Regions from separate parts of the Mus musculus genome. Here region 2 is linked to region 1. Evidence: chromatin contacts called from public HiChIP or PLAC-seq data. All regions are on one chromosome and are shown on one strand. Each heading gives the region's core, a stretch centred on a gene start, on an enhancer-like site or on the middle of the called end of the contact. The rest is flanking DNA. Distances are from core to core; before and after follow the strand shown.

Region 1 (6,875 bases), core at 1,940-4,439:
CCTAGCCTGCAGAGGTTCTAGGATCAACACCCAACATTGCAAAACATCAACACCAACACCACCCCAGAACAAAGACAACAAACCCAAAAATCAACAAAAAGGAAAAGAGGAAGGGGAGGGAATGTGGATGGAGTTGGGATATGGGTGAGGGACACTCTAGCATCCTAGAGCAACGATAGCTGGGACCCATTGCATATGTAGGTCTGAAGGGTCAAGGACAGGAAGCAGCGCGTTCATGTTGGAGAGACAGCCTAGTAGTGCATCCCATAGCAACAGTCTGTGGAGGAGAGAAGCAATCAGCGAACTCACCATAATGTGGCCAAGTGGCCAAGGGGAGGGCGGAGTACTCCTGTACCCTGACATCCAGTTTTGCCCATTGGATGGATATGTGTGTGTGTGTGTGTGTGTGTGTGTAAACACACACATGTTGCCTCAGCACCATGTGTTTCATGCCACCTCTTTTTTTCCCGCTTGGTTTTTTCTTGTTGTTTGTTGGTTTTGAGACAGGATCTCATTATATAGGTCTGGCTGTCTTAGAACTCACTATGTAGACTGGACTGACCTTGGATTCAGAAAGGTCTGCCTGCCTGTGTTTTCTGAAGGAAAGTGTTAGGATTAAAGGCATGGGTTTTGACAGCTCATCCTCATTTTATTTGCCTAGTAATAATTTCTAAAATATTACTGATACCTTATCGCGGGGCAGTGATGCGTGCCTTTAATCCCAAGGCCAGCCTGGACTATACAACAACTTCCAGGATAGCCAGAACTGCCCATAGAAACCTAGTCTCAAAATTTATCCCCCCATATATAATATTCATATACTACCAGTTTTTAAAAACATAGGAAAAACATAGGAAAAAGTATCTCTTATATGTTTTGGAGTTTTGCTTTAAATTAAATACTTCTTATCTGGGAATGATTTGGCCCCTTCCCTGGGGAACATGTGACTGCGCCTGGAGATGTTGTTGGTTTGTCACTAGTCTGGAAGGCTTGCTGCTGGCACTTAGTGTACAGAGGCCAGGCTAACAAGCTGCTAAGTTTTCTACAGTGCTCAGCTTAGTCTCTGTCCCAAAGAATCTTCTGGTATAAAGAGTCAAGAAGTACTGAAGAAACTGCTATCAGAGGAGAAAAGGTCGTGGTTTTGTTAATAGCAGTGGGAAAGGAGGGAAGGGCATTTTGTTGCTTTGTTTCCTTCGGTTTGTATGGCAGGAATCTGTCACAGAAATGTCCGTATTCTGTCTCTGAACAACATGGTCCCCTGTTGTTAGCATGGCCCTTCTCTGAGTATTCTGGGTATCAAGCAAGACTAGAGGATTCTGGGCATTAGCAAGACTGGAGAATTCTGGGCTCCTTGGGCCCACTCTCTGGGCATCCTGGATTGAGCTCCAGAGCAGCAGTGTTGAGAGCTCTTTAAGGGACTATCTCAGAGAATGAAGCTAACGCGCTGGCTGCTGGAAAGCTCACACTACACTCTACAGAACTGTTTTGGATGGTTCAGCCTGGCTCCAAAGGCGTGGTGAGTTTTTGCCTTTCCCAGTCTTTGGAGCTCTCTGCTTTGGAGCCCAAAGCTCTGAGAGTATTAATATGCAGACACTTAACAAGTCTTGAAGTGCTCCTTAGACACAAAGGAAGTGCCCCAACTCAGAAAGTAAATGAGTGTAGTCCTTTAAGATGCTGAGTTTGTTGCTTTTACCTGTCAGCCCCCCCCTCCCCAATCACATTTCCAAGTCATATCCCTGACTGTTGGCGCTCCTGTTAGAGCAGAGGGCAGGCAGAGGCAAAACTCACTCCCAGCTTCCTTTGGGAAGCATTTAGCAGTCCTGATGAAAAGGTGAAGCAATGGTCACAAGTACCTACTAAAAACAACAGCAGCAACTACCCCGACTCCTCTTCTCAGCCCCAAGTCGTCTTCTGCCTGTGGTAGAGGAGATGGCTGATAGTTATGACTCCATCTCATTATGTTTTTAAACCAACAATTAATTTATATTGTTTTAAAAACAAAACGAGACTGGATTTTTGTAAAAGGGGAATTCTCCATCCACAACCATCCCCTGCAAAAAGACAGTACCAACACAGAGATGGTCCCATGGTTACAGAAACATAGACATTGAATACATGTGTATACACAAAGAAACACACACACACACACACACACTTGTATGTTTAAATATAATAAGGTAAATACAAATAGAAAATTAAGTAGCAAATATAGCATGTAATGAAGTATAGAAAATTTCTTCACACTGTATAATGTGCATTGCACACACTGTATACACATACATATACTTACTAATGTATATCGAAAATCCTTCTACATCAGTCCTACATTTTTCTTTTCTTTTTTTGATAAATGGGTTTATCATAGCATATAGCCTAAACTTTAATCTTGTTAGCTAAAAATGACCTATTTTTAAAAAAGACTATGTCAAACCCGAAAGAATGCTCAACCAAGACAACAAAAGCCTTGACAGAGCTTTGCTGCCAAGTTCTGCTTTGAGGCTTTTATTACTTGTAAATCCTCTATTTTCTCATCTTAATGACATTTTCATATCCTCCCCCCACCTCCAGCATTTGCCCCTTAGAAGTATCTCCACAGAACCATCCACTAAGTTGCCAAACTGCCTGTGACGTAAGCCCTGTCTGCTTTCGTAAATTACTGATTGTTTGCTACCCTTTCTAACAGAGAGCCCGCGTCAACACAGCCGAGAGATTTTGACAGCGGAAAAAGCTTGCCTGGCCTGGGATGGCAGTGTTTTCGTTTAGAATGGTCTGGGATAGACAGCTAGCACGAAGCTTTGTTCCGGGCAGGACCAGTTCAGAGTCTAGAAATGTGCGCCTTCCTGTCTTGGCCGTATTTCTGTGGTGCCGCCAGGAGCAGTGTAAAAGAAGAACCCATTCTAAGTAAAGAAAGAGCTTGCCGCATTTGGAAGGCAAAGAGGGAGCAGGCAGAAGAGCCGTCGGGGCGTGCAGCGTGCTGGAGCCCCGGGGCTTTGAAATCCTTTTCTGTGTTGTCACTTGAATGTCGAACACGTTATTCTCGGTGGACACTAAAAAGAAGTACAGGTACCGCGGGCTCCAGGGGGATTCGTTATTCAAGGCACAAAATTTTCTACTCTGGCCTGCAACACATTATAATTCAAATGAGCCGAGCACAATAGAGGGAAAAATATGCAAGCAGATTTCTCCGTGTCGTGTTTTTTTTTCCCTCCTCTCTGAAGCCCTGTAATTACAGCAGGCAGGTGGAGCATCTGGGGTGTGGGGGAGTCAGTCCACTGTATTTTTACCTTCCTAGGAACGCGACTTGCCTTACCACATCAATATATTTTATTTTTAATTAAGTGCTTATTGCAAAATCTGAGTCCTTGAACGGAGGTCTGATTTACCGACCTTCCCTCTCCTCCCCTCCCCTGCCTCTCTCGCTGCTATTACTATTTCAGTTTTCTTTCTAAAATCTTTCATCTTTTCCTGAATGGGTTCTGGTCTTCGGCAGCGGCAGTGGTTTGGGCGCGGGACCTTCACCTCGGTTCACCGAGTCAGGAGTCAGTTTCCCCGGCTCCTTTCGTTGATCATCTTCTCAATGGCGGCGGGGACCCTGTCTCCTCCCCATCCAAGTGCCAGGCGGCCCTGCGGTGTGCCCGGACACTGGGCTCAGTGCACCTCCTGCCCACGGCGTGGGCAGTGGAAACTCCGGGCGCAGCCTCAGGCCTCGCCCTGCCGGACCGGGTCCCCAAAACGCCAAGGTTTTGCGGGCTCATGAGCAGGACCCCAGTCCTTCTCGGAGGTGATGGGATCCGAGGTTCGAGATCCTAGGCTGATCAAAAGGAGATGTGGGGCTGCAAAGAAGGCCCCTCGAGTAGCAGAGGAAACGGCCCAGGGGCCCCAGGGTCAGGACTGCGGGCAGGGCGGGGATTCCCTTCCTGAGGATTCTCCGTTTAGATGAGACCCGGTGCCCTGGGGTGGAGGTGGGGCTGAGGGTGGAGGACAGGTCTCCACTGCATCTCTGAGAACCCGCACCGAGGTACTACGAAAAGCCCGATTTCTGGAGACCGTATCTCCTGCCCATGTCAGAGAATAAACAACTGTAAACGGGTTTACAGAAATCTGTGGGACCCTGCCGGAGCCTGACGACTTCTGTGTTGCCACCTCGCAGACCTCCATTACCTGCTTTGATGGTTCCTAGGGTTTGGCCCAGGACCAGGAGTGTGTGTGGGAGGGGTCTAGGGACAGCAGCAGATGCGGATGGGTCAAACTTTGCAGAGAAAAGCGACCACTATGAATCACTATTGAAGCTCACCCAGGACAGGCGACTTCAGAGGGGTGTTAAAGACAGATTAAAAGGAGAGAGAGAGAACCCAACTCTGGAATACAGATCCTGTCTTTATTTGTGCCTCTGATTTCCTGGCTACCCTTGTCAGGGCATGCACCTGTCTGGATTCCTGATACAGAGTAGAGTCCCGGGTTCTTGTAAATAAAATGAGGACAGAGAAGGGGTTAAGGCTGGGTTGACTGCTGGAATTGATAAATCTTCTTGGGACCTGTGGATGCCCACCACAAAAATAGTATCCCTTGGAAGCTGTTGGGAGGTACTTCTGAGGTGTGGGTCAAGGTCATGACTAGCCAAATCCCCATCATCCTATGCTAGGCCACTCAGAAGAAGAAGGGCTGGCGATCCACCATGCTGATGGCTAAGATTCCATTTTGTTTCTTATTTTTAAAAAAAGTACATCTTTATCATAGAAGTAATGAAAAAGCGCAAATACTGAAAAGTAAGCACACTCATTACCTAGAGATAAGTCTTCCGTGTACACGGTGGTACAAGCATGGCTATTTTGTAGAATAACTGGTTTTTCTTCTTCCAAACAATGTGTTGTGGATATCTTTCTACTCAAGCATCCTTTCAGTGATTACTGGTCAATGGGTGTAGGGCCTCCTTGATGATTAAGCCGCACTTCTGATGCCAGGTTCTAGTGTGCTATTTTTAGCCATCCCTTTCTTGGGTCTTTTAGGACTGTGACACTTTTTAATTTCTAAAGCCTCTGTCCACAACATTTCAGGGTCATCCCCCCTGCTGTGTCACCATGCAGGTCCTTAATTATTTTCTTAAGATGTATTCCTCAACATGCCTGGGTCAACTGTTCTGCATTTTTAAAAAAAGTTTTGCAACATTTTATCAAATCAACCTTTAGAGAGGTTATGTCAATGTACACGCCCACCTGCTGAGAATGCAGAAGTGTCCTCATCAACTACATACAATACAATTTACATACATAGTATGTATATATAGTCTTTATTCTTTTGCCTACTTTATTTTTAATTGGAATATTCATCTTTTTCTTACTAGTTTGTAAGAACATTTTTTACATTCAATCTATTTTCCCTATATTCTGCAATTTAATGCAAGTTGCCAATTCACCACCAACCCCATACCGGGGACTGAACCCAGGACCTGACACAAGCTAGGCAACTGCTCTACCACTGTGACATATCTCAGTCTGCTGATTACATTTATGTTTAAATTGGCAGAGCCCAGATTCTTAATACTTTAGTTTATGGTTTCTGCTTTTGATGTTATTTTGTAAAGGCCTTTTCCACTTTGGAATTTCCCAACTATCTACTTGTATTTTCTCCTAGTGATTCTATTTTATTTAAAAATATTTCATATTAAATTTGTGGGTTTTTTAAAAAATGGAATCTAATTTTATTTTCCAATCTTTGTTACTGTTTCTGAATAATTTTTTATTAGATATTTTCTTTATTTGCATTTCAAATGTTATCCCCTTTCCTAGTTTCCCCTCCGAAAATCCCCTATTCCCTCCCCCTGCTCCCCAGTTTCTGAATAACTTTGATCATGCCATATACTATAACTGGTTCCCAAACAAGTATAGCCAGGAGGGAAGACCCTGTCTCCAAGAAACGCTGAGAGTAGAGATGAGGGCTTGACCCCATGTCTGGAGGTACACACAACAGTATCTAGACTTTGTCACTTTCCATATTATTTAAACCCTGGTTTTGCATTTGTGCAATGAACATAATATTAGGAACTATCTCCCCAAATGGTGGTGAAGATCAAATTGTAACATGCACATGAAACACGTGTGCATGGCTCAACGGGACTAACAATGAGTAGGAATAGGTTAGGAAGAAGGACTGTAGCAATTGTGTGACATGGTAATGTTAAAAAGAAATACATCGTCACCATCTATAGATACAACTATACTTACACCGTGGGTACATTGCTGTATAGTTGCAGAGAGCTCATCCAAGTCATTCGGAGGGTTCCCTGAAAGCTGGCTTGTACCCCTAAAGCCTGGCTCTGCTGGAGCCTGGACTGCACTGAACGCCCACATTTCAGGGGAGCCTAGTGCTGGTTCTGTTCACAGACTTACTTCCAAGGCCTTCTGCCTGACCTGCCCATGTTGAAGGGAATCAGAAGAACAACCTGACACTTGGAGAGCTCACGGGACAGAGAGCACTTGGAGTCTGTGCTCAGAGCGAGCAGCCCTCTCTCCCCCTTCCTGGCTCACCCCCAAGCTGAGGATGGCTGCAGAGAAATAGTCACTGGCCGTGAGCCAGGGACACCAGTCAGCTTAACCAAAGAAATCAATGGACACTGTGTCTGCAAATGAGGAAAGTGACGTGGTAAGGAGGCGTATGCCTTGTCCAGAATCACAAATACCCGGGGTGGCAAAAGCAAAAGGAGAAGCGGCCTCAAAAGGGGCCATTTCCCATGTCAGGCAGGCCCGGGTTCACAAAGGAACGGGCACGCTGCTCTTGAGCCCTGGGCGGTGGAGGCCCAACATATTTTTATGAGGCACAGACAATGAGTAGCCATTCAAAAGGCTGATGTTGCCTCTGCTTAGAAAAGGGCAAATATT
Region 2 (6,875 bases), core at 2,206-4,705, 220 kb before region 1:
CACATTTTAAACTTTAAAGTATGGCTAATAGAAGATTAAAATTACATCTGTGCATAATATCTAATTGTGCAGGTGTTTTGATCTAGTTTTAGTTTAGTTGTCATGGTTTTCTTATATATTTGAAGTTGACTTTTTAGCAGCTTAACACTTAAAACTTAGATCCAAGACACTGAGTCTTCATTTTGGTTTCCTTTCAGGTTGAGACAATTTTTTGTTCTACATTTCTAAGACTGATGAAGGGTGGGGGATGATCACTTTATTGGCCAAGTGTTTGCTAATAATCTGGACTTAGATATTACTTCTTATTATCATAGGAAGTTCAGTGAGTTAGTGTTTATAAAGTTTTTTATTTCTAGGCAGAATATAGAGTAAGTGCTAAAATGATATAAACTTATCCCTTTAAAACAAACTAGAATTCATGGTAATTAGAAGAAGCTGCCTCTAAGCTTCACCTCCTTCCCTTTCTCGCTCTTCTCTCCACCCCCACTTTCTCTTTGTTTGAAGACCGATAAATGGATTTCCCCTGAATTTAAAAGTGCATTTGGCATCGGATTAAACATAACAGGGAGACAGACCAGTGGGTAATTTCTTTTGTAATAGTTTTCATTGTGGTCCCTGGATCAGCAGGTTCGTCATCACCTGGGATTTGGTTAGACATGTGAGTATACTGACTGGAAAGTTGAAGCTAGGATCCAGCACCTTGGGATTTTAATGTCTTCCAAGTAATTTAAATATTAACATCACCATTGGCTTAGTATGCACTGTTCAGTGTCACACAGAGAAAGAGAACCTGGATCTTCAAGACAGATTCTAGAAACTAAATTTGATTGCGCACACAAAGAAGTCAAGATAAGATGATGGACTGGCCAAAGATCCACAGCAAGGTGATGACGTGCCCAGGAGGGAGGATTGTGGGAACCCTGCTGGAACTAGAGAAAGGGGAAAAAAGTCATTGTGGCTTCTCCGCTTTTCCTGCCAGCCTTCCCCCAGTGCCTCTCACAGGCTGAACCCCAGGAAAAGCCAGGTGACCCAGGAGTTCAGAGAGTGGTGTGTACCTTGGTAGTGATCAGGAGTCCTGAGATACAGTGTCACGGAGCCCAGGCTCTGTGGGCAAACAGGCTTAGAAGTGGCACATCTAGTTACTGCACTTTCAAATGAAGCGGTATTTTAATTAAAATATTTGAGAGGAATTTTTAATGTTAAAAAATCTGACTATAATAGTCTTCTTACTAGAGTACGTACATGTTTATGAAAACTAAAATGTTTTTTGAAATAATTTTACTGCATCCGGGGAATTCTTTACAGGGACTTGAGACCACAGGCGATGGCTTTTGTGGGTTTTTTGGAGTTTGATGCTTTCTTCCTGTTGTCGGTCTATTTTGACTCTTCCTAGTTGAGGGGTTACCAAGCTGCCCATGGTTGTTAGTGCCATCGGATGGCAGACCCAGGAAACACTGTCATTTCCCGTTTAGCAGCTTGCTCTCATCCCCTAGCTTAAGCAGTTCATAGAGTATGAAGTGTTAATATTTACATCCTCCTTTGAAGGTGCCAGGCAGCGGTCAGAAGTACTTTTAAAATTCATTGTATTAGAGCAATCTCCAATGATGTGTTAGTGGTGTCCACAGTCTGCTCATGAAAGAAGCACCAGGCGTTTTGAGCAGAAAGGGATTTAATACACAAAATTGGTTACAATGCATTTGGAAGGAGCTGAGGGCGAAAGTGTTGAGGTTAATGCTGGATCAGCGAATGGGTTTAAAGTAGGTTTATGTGTGTGAGCACATGGCATAGGTGAGTTCTGAAGGGACAAAGGGACAAAGTGAGGAGGAGATGCTACCCACTCCCTGGGTCAGACGAGGGCTGAGTGATCTGTTGCGTAGCTTAGATTCTGCTGCTTAGAAACCACACAGATGATGCGGGCCATGTTCAGCCCTTTGCTGCTGTGCCTGTGGGTACCACTTGAAACAGGAACCAAAGGTCTTTCCCTCCTCATCTTACAGTTTCCTGTTACTGTTCCCACGGGCAGAACCAAACTGGAAGACAAATGACACGGGAGTTTGGAATATGTAGTTGGTAGACTTTCAGTCCAAGTGCCACTTTTGTCATTACACATGCAGAGACTTGAGGCACGTCAGACAGGTATGTACGGCAGAGTTAGAACGCGGATTCAGGCAGTGTTATCGCAGCCTTTCCCTGAGCTCCTCCTTGGGTTGTGCTTCTGTGTCTGATGATTGGATCTTTATCCTTGTTGCTGAGCGCCCCAAATGAGTGGCTGTTTCTCTCTCTCTCTCTCATATATATATATATATATATATATATATATATATATATATACACACATACACACACATATATATAAATAATTTTTTTTCTTATTTAACACTTTTCTTTTGATTTCTCTGGAGCACTTCTCTTCACATCATCACTGATTTTGTAGCCAACACACGGGGACGTTTCGGCTTCTGTTTCACCTTGGTTTTTCCCTGACCTTTAATCCCTAGGAGTGTTTACGGTATGTTCTGGCCTTGAGCACTATAGAGCTGCACTGAGACACGATTCCCTCCTCTTATGAAGGTTCTTGCTTTTCTTCCTTTTCTCCCTTTCTTAAATATTGATCACTGTCTCGGATTGAGTTGGAATTTAGATATAATATGCTTTTAATGTTCATTTTTGTATTAAAGTGTAATAAAAACAGCAAGCAGACATTGTTGTGCCTTCTCCTACTGAAGAGACGGTACAGTCTCTGAGGAGTCTGCAGGCTCTCCTTGAGCAAGAGGAGGCCCAGGAACTGGAGAACACTCACTTTCCAGTGCCCAACATCTGCCCGCTCTGCAGTGTGTACGCTAAGTGCGACACCAGCCGTTGACTTACTTTAAAAAAGAAACACTTAACTAGGATAAGCAGTAGAACTGAGGGTGGACCCCCCAGCTGACTGGAGGCCAGGGCTTCCGTTAGATCACTTGGGGGAATGTCTCAACCTCTTACTTTTAAAATGAGGAGAATTGCCAAGATTTCCAAGAAGATAGTGAAAAAAATTAATAATAAAATAGAATTCACTATGAGATATTGTGACACCTAGAGAACAAATAGCCCTAAAATAAGTTGCCATAAAATAAGTTCTCCTACAGTATCTTCAGATGTGCAAATAGGTGATTTACATGGACATCCAACCCTGTTATAAAGTATCCACCATAAAATATCAAACACAGATTTCTAGGTCTGTATCAGTGGAGTGAAAATACTCCCAGGCTCTGTAGGAAGCTTTTCAACTCTTATTTCCTAGTATTCTCCAGTTCTTTACCTGCTCACACCTAACTTTGTAAAAATGGGAGGTTCATAAGATAGACCTCTTAACTTTGAGGTTATTTTTTGTTTTGTTTTGCTTTGCTTTGCTACACTAGAGAAAGTTTGAGGGAGAGTGTCAGCTCTTTGGTTTCCTGCTACCTCTCTGTGCCTCTCCTCCCTTGGTTTTTGTGGTTAATGTCAAGCCTTCCAGAATTTTCTGTGTCACTGTGGTAGTCACCTTCGAGTTGCTGTGAAAAGGGTTCCTGGAGATAATTACGAAGATGACAGATTAATTTTATCCTGCGTCTTTGGAGGTTCCAGTCTAAGATTGGCCATGTCTACCTGCTCCGGCCCTCTAGGCCTACTGGAGGGTCCTGTGGTGGAGCACACTGCTTAGGTCATGGCCCATGATGCTTGGTTTTACAAGCTCCAGTTCATGCGTGGTTGCTCTGTGGTTTTGGGCTGTGCAGGGATGTATGGTGGAGCAGACTCACCTAAAGTCAGATGAAAAAGAGAAAGACAGCTGGGAAAGAACTAGGGTCCTATAGTCCCCTGGAGCACAGCAGGCCTCCTGAGAGTGACCCAAGGCTTAGCAGTGGCCTTCATCTCCTGAAGGCTCTGCAGCCAGCAGGCGTGTCCCCCTAGGAAGCACACTTTAACCCAGGGACCTGAAGTGGTAGCAGCCGCCGAGTGATGCTGTCCTCTCAGGCTTTACCTCAGGTCTCAGGACTCTTTGTCTTTTATTGAAGTCTGCTTAGGTGTGGCAGTCATTTTAGACTGTTTTTAGACAGTCTTCTTTCAAAGTGAGAAAGTGAGACTATACATACAACACAGTACACACACACACACACACACACACACACACAAAACTATTAATTTAAAAAAAAAGCTTCGTAAGAAAAGACTTAATCCTTAAAACACGCCATGCTCACTGATGTTCTTAATAACGCTTCCTCAGTTCCATTAGAAAATGCTTTGTGTGACCGACCGCATTGATTTTTTGACCTGTGAGTGAATCACAACTGAATCACCATTTGCAAACCCTGTTTCTTAAGCCAGTGTAGTAGTTTTACAGATACCTTAGGTTAGGGGAGCTTCCTGTGCTCTTATCCAGAGACCATAAATATCTGAGGCAAACAAATAATTGCAGCGTAAAAAAAAAAAAGAGTGGGAAGATTCTTTGCCCTGCATTAGGAAGCCAGACTTCTTGGGTTGTACTCTGCTCTAGGTCACTGTTATTCTATGTTGTTACCTTTTTTTTCGATGTGTGACAAAGCTTTACAAATGGAATTACTAGTATATTTAAAAGATCATACAATAAACGGCACACACTTCCCGTATACTTTCCCTTCCATCACATTGATTCTAGTGAAGCTTCCAGAGATCCTGCTTATCACGCCATAGACATTTTAACTCACCCAAATGACTTAATGGCATTAATTGACTTGTAGATGTTGGGGAGAAAGCCAAGATATCAGGACAGACCTAAAAATGCTTAGTGTGGGCTAGGCATGCTGGTTGCACACCTCTAGTCCCAGTAATCACCAGGCTGAGACACGTGATCATGAGTTTGATTGAGACCAGCCTGGAATCCATAGCTCCTGCCACAGAAAACCAGACAAAGGGAAAAACAAGACTAAGCTACTGAGAGGTGCTAGTGTCTCAGCCGTCCTCGAAGGAAGCAAAATGTGTTTAAATATTATTTAAAAGACAAAGATTCATTTACAGTTTTTGCTATTAACTTTAGCAGCTAGGACTTTGGAATAGCCTATACAGCATAATTTCTATTTCTGAAGATACAAAAACAAGTGTTCCCTTTAGATTAGAAGATAATGTAATGATCACATTTGCAGTTGGTGTTTTATGCACTTTCATTTTTGAATATTAATTTGTATCCATTAGGATTCATAAAATTTGTGGTGCGTGGGGCAAATCTGGCCTGCCACCTGTTTTTGTGTAGCCTGAAAACCAAGAATGGTTCCTTCTTTTTTCTTTTTTTTTTTTTTTTAAGTGTTTAGAAAAATTATTTCAGAAACCTCTTTTCTGCTATGTGAAACTCATATGAAATTCAGTTTTGAGCCATGAGTAAGCTGTCTTGGAGCGTGTCCTGCTCAGCTCACTGGTTTGCAGCGTCGTCCCTTCAGGTTGCTTAACAAAATACTGAGGGACTGTTAGATAGGAGAAATGTGCCTCAGCTTTAGAGGTCAGGAAGGGCTTCCTTGGAAGTCTCAGGGTCAGTGTGCCTGCAGGCTTGGAGCCTGGGGAGGGGCATTTTAGCAGATAGTACTTTGTGAGAACTCTCACATGGCTGCAGATGTGCTGAGGGCTTTCTCTTGTGCCTTCTTGAGAAAGGGCACTAATTCCACTCGTGTAATGTTTGTACTCTGGAAGCCCTCAGTCTCATGCCATCACATTGGGGGGTACCTAGCATTCAGACCAAGGCAGTTTACAAAGTCTCCGTGACTGCTTTTATGTCAGTGAGTTAAGTAGTTGCCAGAGATTTCATTCCCTGCAAAACCTTAAATACTTACTTCTGGGTCCTATACAGAAAATTTGCTACCGATGGCCTACATGGTTTGTATTTTATCATGTCAACAAAATTATGTATAAAAGTTTCAATGTAAAATGCTATGCTCACAAAGCTAGATAATAAAAATGAATTGGAAGTTAAAAACATGAATTTTTTCCTCTCCTACGGTTTGTAGTCCAGCTTCTTGGGGGAATAATAGTGATAAATTTTGAAAAAATGGTATAGTTTCTGAAATGAGTGAGCACTGTAAAGGTTGTTCAGATTTGACAGCTTTTCTTCTATTTCTGTGTGCCCACCATCACTTCTCCCTCCATTGTGTGCTTCTTATTTTTCATCCATCCAGTGAATACTTGCCTTCACAGTAAACAGTGATCATATTCTCTTCTCCCACCCACTTAGTGGTTTTCAGTACTTAAGTTTGTCTTAATGGGTTCATCCCTAAAAGGTTGGAGTTGGTTTTCTCTGCTGATTTGCCAAAGAGTACATGCAAATAGCAAAGGGGGTGGATGGCCAACAGGAGGGCTCTGTCACATCTCCACATTTGTCCATAAGCTCAGTTGTTGTGTTTCAGATGAGGACATCTACTTGATATCCTACAGTACCCCAACCCTCAAACCTGCCTTGTGCTCGATGCCACTTCTAGTCAGTTGTGGCCCTTTGTGAATCAAGGGAGAAGCAGCTTTTTATTCTATGATTATTTGAGCAATCAAGTGTATCAGTCCCTGCTCACCATCTAGCCCTTCCTCGTGTGTAGCTGGTCTTGAAGAAGAAAAAATAGGAGTGCCACACTAGTGAGTTCCAGTGAGACCAAGGCTATCTCTAGGTCTGAGATTTTTTTTCATACCACTATCCATCTATATCTTTAGTATAGATATAAAGAAGCCTATGTGAGAAGCCATGTAAATAGAGAACTTTGAAAGGTAAAGATTAGGCGGCTAGTGCTTGCATGTTAAAAGTTTTCTTTTAATTACTTAAGAGGACGCAGAATCCTCTCTGAGAACTGGTATGTTCTTTGTAGAAGTCAGAAAGTCCAGCTTTGTGCTTTTCAAGTTTATAGTGCATT

What was found. HiChIP or PLAC-seq counts read pairs in DNA pulled down with a chosen protein or histone mark.
Region 2: a BATF HiChIP or PLAC-seq map of CD8 T cells shows a contact between it and region 1, with 5 read pairs. The contact joins two enhancer-like sites. A contact is called at or near these places in 8 of 39 promoter capture datasets (3T3-L1-derived adipocytes, the HPC-7 cell line, embryonic stem cells and 5 more), 14 of 484 Hi-C or Micro-C datasets (the AML12 cell line, cerebral cortex, cortical glia and 5 more), 17 of 115 datasets of contacts at active chromatin or transcription factors (CD8 T cells, astrocytes, bone marrow-derived macrophages and 11 more) and 1 of 9 other capture datasets (embryonic stem cells).

Annotation. Positions count from the first base shown.
Region 1 is chr13:107,642,210-107,649,084 of GRCm38.p6, reverse strand. Gm32186 (a long non-coding RNA gene) reads left to right here. Exons shown (of 8, transcript XR_873933.2): 4 at 2,684-6,639. Among named protein-coding and RNA genes, the nearest start is that of Gm32186, 18 kb to the left of the region's middle. Within about 2 kb of position 3,189, at least 66 of the 459 cell types and tissues checked have an H3K27ac peak or open chromatin away from gene starts, as enhancers often do. A contact at or near this core is called in CD8 T cells, where this site is marked.
Region 2 is chr13:107,863,626-107,870,500 of GRCm38.p6, reverse strand. The region is part of intron 5 of Zswim6 (zinc finger SWIM-type containing 6); the gene reads left to right. Among named protein-coding and RNA genes, the nearest start is that of Zswim6, 23 kb to the left of the region's middle. Within about 2 kb of position 3,455, at least 25 of the 459 cell types and tissues checked have an H3K27ac peak or open chromatin away from gene starts, as enhancers often do. A contact at or near this core is called in CD8 T cells, where this site is marked.